2 separate regions of the Zea mays genome follow, and region 1 is linked to region 2. Evidence: chromatin contacts called from public Hi-C data. All regions are on one chromosome and are shown on one strand. The core of a region is the stretch at or near the end of the contact, and the rest is flanking DNA. Distances in the headings are between cores, read along the strand shown.

What was found. Hi-C and Micro-C count contacts between places; a contact is called where the count stands out from the background.
Region 1: a contact with region 2 is called in a Hi-C map of endosperm, with 3 times the contacts expected there. The contact joins the promoter of LOC103646487 here to the promoter of LOC103646485 in region 2. A contact is called at or near these places in 5 of 25 Hi-C or Micro-C datasets (ear, endosperm, leaf and 2 more).

Annotation. Positions count from the first base shown.
Region 1 is chr2:57,496,365-57,499,365 of Zm-B73-REFERENCE-NAM-5.0, reverse strand. LOC103646487 reads left to right here and starts at 1,287. Exons shown (of 3, transcript XM_008671212.4): 1 at 1,287-2,677. The coding sequence starts at 1,449.
Region 2 is chr2:57,368,537-57,371,236 of Zm-B73-REFERENCE-NAM-5.0, reverse strand. LOC103646485 (digalactosyldiacylglycerol synthase 1, chloroplastic) reads left to right here and starts at 1,309. Exons shown (of 7, transcript XM_008671211.1): 1 at 1,309-2,231. The coding sequence starts at 1,623.

The DNA of each region.
Region 1 (3,001 bases), core at 38-2,537, 130 kb before region 2:
CCGATTTGCGTGTTGGTCTCGTGTGAGTCCTAGAAACATTTTGAAGTCACGAGATTACTGTTTGGCTGATGTGCTTTTGGTTTGAGCGATTTCTTCGTCTCAATTAAAGTTAAGTTCTTAGCAATAAAATTTGATTGACTCCCATTTACCCGCCTATAATCGTGTGACCGGTTCTTCATATATGCTGATTATTACTTTTGCGTGTGATGAAAATAGACACGTTGAAGTTATCTGCAGAGATATATATCTCTGCCGTAAACATCACTGTGCCTTCTATTTTGTACGGACACAGCGAGAGCCCTGAGAAATGAATCAGAGTCCGCCGCTAGCTGCTCTATTGATCACATTTGTCACCTGTTCAAATCCTTCCAGATCAGGCTCGAAATTTTATCCTTGCCTTTGCTCACCTCGATGCATTCCTGCCTGCATAAATTTTAGGTCTCAGCCCCTCACTAGGTCATTCTTTAGAGTTAAGCTGATCACGTACAAGATCTGGGTCGCAAAGATACTGCAATACTACCCTGTGCCCTGTGGCCTGTGCACATCTATATGATCTGCTTTCTCATGGCCCCTCATTGAGCTAGACTGAGAGCATTGAGCTAGACTGAGAGAGGAGAGAAAGCTGAGGCGCCTTTGTATCCGCTTTGTCAGCACATGCATTCTACCTCTGCCGACTTTCCCTTTCGGTCTTTTCCACTACAAAATCCACTTTGGACCCGGGAAAAAAAAACTAAAACGCAGCGCTAGCCAGAAGCAGACTGCAGACCTCTCTAAGGCTTTGTTCGTTTACACCAATCATGCTCTGAATTAGCATGAATTGGAATTAAATCCATGCCTCAATCCATGCCCCAAAATAATCCATGACTACTTAATTTTTTTTATTCGGTTAAACCCATCATGGATTATAACCCAAAGGTTTGAGAATTTTTTAAACTATGGAAGACATGGATTCTATCCATAGCCCATTAGGTATGGAACAAATCCATGAGATATTGCACAAGTTTACATTAGAATCCATAGATCAAAAGAATAACTAGCTTTGAAAGTCACATGAATTTGTTGATGGATTTAATCCCACCATGGGATTGGGTGTGAGATATGGATTCACCCAATCCATACCCGGATTAAATTCATGATGGGATTATATCTCATGTAACCGAACAAGGCCTAACAAGAAAAGCACAAATCCATACACCCAAATAATCATCCATCCTTCATCACCGGCGCTTCTCAAAAGATGAACTGTATAAAGCAGCACCATGGCAAGTTGGCAACCACCTGCAGCTCTACATCTACGCACACATCTCCGTGATCTCTTCAGCCTCGCGACTGCCACCAAATCGGTCTTGGCAGGTTGCTGCGCCAAATCGGCCGGTCTTGGCAGGTTGCTGCGCCAAATCGGCCGGTCTTGGCAGGTTGCGCTAGCTACCCATAGGTTGGCTGGAGAGATGAGGGCCGGGGGGTGCACGGTGCAGCAGTCGCTGACAGCGGAGGCCGCGGCGGTGGTGAAGCAGGCGGTGAGCCTTGCGCGGCGGCGCGGGAACGCGCAGGTCACGCCGCTGCACGTGGCGAGCGCGATGCTGGCGGCCGCACCCGCGGGGCAGCTGCTGCGCGCGGCGTGCCTCCGCTCACACTCCCACCCGCTGCAGTGCAAGGCGCTGGAGCTGTGCTTCAACGTGGCGCTCAACCGCCTCCCCGCGTCGGCATCGTCGCCGCTGCTCGGCGGCAACCACCACTGCTACCACCCGCCGTCCCTGTCCAACGCGCTCGTCGCGGCGTTCAAGCGCGCGCAGGCGCACCAGCGGCGCGGCGGCTCCGTCGAGAGCCAGCATCAGCAGCCGGTGGTCGCCGCCGTCAAGATCGAGCTGGACCAGCTCGTCGTCTCCATCCTCGACGACCCCAGCGTCAGCCGCGTGATGCGCGACGCCGGCTTCTCCAGCACCCAGGTCAAGGCCAACGTGGAGCAGGCCGTGTGCAGCAGCAGCACCATGGCTACGGCCGCAGCCGCACCCAGCAAAAACCCTAACCCTAGCAGCTCGGCCACCACCACAAGCCCACCGCCTAAAGAAGCTAAAGCCAAGCCGCCGCTCGCGCTCCACCACCAAGCGCGCGACGAGGACGTCGCCGCCGTCCTGGACTGCCTGGCCTCGCGGAGCAAGAGGAGGGTCGTCGTCATCGCGGAGAGCGCGGCCGCGGCCGAGGCCATGGCGCACGCGGCCGTGGACAAGATCAAGAGAGGCGAGGTGAAGCACGAGCACGACGCGCTGCGAGGCGCGCAGGTCGTCAGCCTCCGCGTGTCGTCGTTCCGTGAGATGCCGAGGGAGGAGGCCGAGCGGCGGCTCGGCGAGCTGCGGTGCCTTGTCAAGCAGGGCAGGAGGCAGCGGGTCGTGCTCGTCGTGGAGGACCTCAAGTGGGCGGCGGAGTTCTGGGCCGGCCACGACGGCCAGAGCGGGAGGAGAGGCGGGTACTACTACTGCGCCGTCGAGCACGTCGTCAACGAGCTGCGCGCCCTGGCGAGCGGCGGCAGCCTGTGCTGGCTCCTCGGGTTCGGGACGTACCAGGCCTACACGAAGTGTCGGGTGGGGCAGCCGTCGCTGGAGAGCCTGTGGGGGCTCCAGACGCTCACCGTGCCCGCCGGCAGCCTCGCGCTCAGCCTCACCTGCGCCTTCGACGACAGGTAAATCCGGAGGCCCCATTCCCAATCGGTTTTGCGGTGCGACGAAGCTGTTTAGATTTTTTAGATTCAGAATGTCGTGTTAGGTCAGGTGAACGAACTAACCTGAAACGAAATGTCCCTGACAATTCGTCCCTGGGACTTGCTCTGCCCTTTTCTCTTTGCGTACCCTGAGACAAAGAGTGAGTGAGTGGAAGTTTGCATCTTTTGCGTGCATTCTGGACAAAAGCTTAGTAGTGCTACTAGCTACTAGCTCGTCACTTCACATTTCCTCTTTTCCATCTTTGGTTCCCCTACTTCTGTTTATCCATTATTTAGGGGTGTTTA
Region 2 (2,700 bases), core at 60-2,559:
AGTAGCATAATTTATATGGAGCGCATCCAGTTTTTATTTATGCCTGACTTTAGCAATCACTCCACATTTTGATCTATCTTTTTATCAGTTTGACTTCATGTGACTTATTTTAGAAACTTGAGCTCACAAACTTTTTCTTATTTGGTCTCTGTATGGTGGAATTATACCGTTTTATAATCTCTGTTCGTTCAGTCAGTCGTTGTGAACTCTTTTCTAATCGCTCACTTTATTGATCGTGTTGTACCAAGATATATTGCATGGAGTAAACAATAACATCAGTTAGCTAAATCAAAAAATATTATACAGAGAGCGAAGACAATCAATAAAAAATTTTGAGATCTTTTTTTTGAATAGTTTACGTGAGTATTGTTATAGGTCGTCGTAACGCACGGGCAACCGACTAGTATAATTTAGAGAGTAAGTTCATATTTATGGTTAGCCTCGTTGGCTCGATGAGCTGGCTCGTGAAGCAGAAGCGAGTCAAACTGAGCTGATTTTTCAGGCTCGTCAGAGGAAAGACCTGATTTACTTGATCAAGCCATAGCGAGTCGAGCTATTCTTATTTTGGCTCGTGAAAAGAGTGAGCCAGTTCGCACGGCTTACCTCGCCAACTCTAGGTGCATAGAGTGGGAGAAAGACCTTTATTGTGTGTGCGCGCTTTTGCCGCTCCGGTACAGAGAAAGCGGCTTAGAAGCCCAGCCAATTGTGCTCTGTTCGGTTACGAGCCAGAAATGAGGCCCATTGTTTATAGCGCTGCATTCAGCAACAACACACGGGCCAAGCAGGCCAACCTCACCAGCAGCCTAGCGGGAAGCAGCACAAGATGGGCTCGCCACCGAAACCGTGGTCTGGGCCGCGACTCTTTGTTTGCCAGCCACCGCGTTTTCTTCTCCAGTCCAGTCAGTTATGTTCGTTCAGTGCATGCTTCCCGTCGCATACGATTTGTTGTTTTCTTCATATAAACAGTAGGAAGACGCTTGCACTAGTTGTTTGCGTGACTTATCAGACGCCCAGACAGAGAAACATGTCCATGACCCACGAGAAAAGAATAATGCAGTTCAGAAAATTATACAAATATGAAAATCTTCATTATAATAAATACATACAGAAACGAAGAAAAAAAATGTGATCACCTTTATATTCTCAAAAAGAAAAGAAAACTATATACGGAAAAATGCCAAGCGACGAAAGACAACAGGCAAGCGCAAGCCCGCAAACCGCGGCTCGGCACCCACGCGCATATTCGCTCCGAATCCGGGGGTCCACGTCGACCAAACACTGCCAATGCCAAGTGAAGTCACCGCTCCACCACATATCAAGATCTCCCCCGGACCCACGATTCCTATTGTCACCACCCTCCCTCCCTCCCTGACACCGGGCCTCGCCCGCCGGAATCACACGAGCCACGAGCAGCGCGTCGCCCCGTCCGGGCCCCACCGGACACCGCCGTCGCCTTCCTCGTCTTTCTTCCCCGCCGAAGTCCGAACCATCTCGCGCCTCAACTTTCCCACGCGCGACTCGCACCTCCTACGCGCTTCTAGAACCAACGAAGCATTTGACACCCAGCTCAGCCCTCGCGCTCGCGCAAGCGCGGCAAGCCCGCCCTCCACCGGATAATAGTAATGATGGGCAAGGAAGAGACGCCGCCGGCCGACGGAGGCGGCGCATTCGCCTTCATCTCCAAGGGGTGGCGCGAGGTGCGGGACTCGGCGTCCGCTGACCTGCGCCTGATGCGCGCGCGCGCGGACTCCGTGCGCGCGCGCGCCGACCGCGAGCTCGAGCACCTCCTCGCGTCCGCGGCGTCGGCGCTCACGGGGCCCGCGCCCCCGCTGCCGCCCGTCGCGACGGGGGCGCCCATCGCGGAGGTCGAGTTCGTGCGCAGGCGGATCCAGCCCAAGATCCAGGAGCTCCGGAGGCACTGCTCGTCGCGGGCGCCCGACGCCCGGTGGCCGCCCGGGGCCGCCCCCGCCCCAGGCGCCAGCAGCCTCCGCATCGACCTCTCGGGGATCACCGCCATTCGCAACGCCATTGTGGCGGAAGGGGACCGCGGCGGTAGGTGGAGGGTCGCGCGGCGGAAGGGGGACCAGGACGAGGAGGGGAGGAAGGAGTGGGAGGTGGTTCGGGTGATACAGAGCGGCCTCAAGGAGTTCGAGCGCCGGAGCCTGTCCAGCGGCATATTTGCTGGATTCCGTGGCCGTGGCGAGTTTGTGGAGAAATTTAGGTTCGGCATGGTAAGTTTCAACCGTAGCTATTTGTTTAATAGGATGCTGCACTCGCGCTTGTTCTATCACTTATTTTGAAAATTGGAATGGAGTGACAAACAGCGCTTCAGCAGCAAAACATTGGCATCCACAGCAAGAAAATCTTAGGGATTTCTGTGCTAATCTCTTGACGTTGTTACACTACACATTTCAGTTTATTCATAATTTATCAGTACTAGCTGTCTAGCTCTAGCACACTGTTTGTGTAGGCATTTATTTCTGCATTGTAAGGTTTTCTATAAGCATCCATCCAGATAGTATATTTAAAAAATGTTACTGAAAAATCATCATGGGGTACTCTTTAGCTTAGCGATCACTTTATTAGCAGAGTACAAAATCTTATAGTTCAACTGTTTTGTTAGCATACAAGTATTTGGTGAATTTTGTCAGCAATTTGGTCTTGAACAATAAATGATGCTATCGAGTTATTGAGTACACT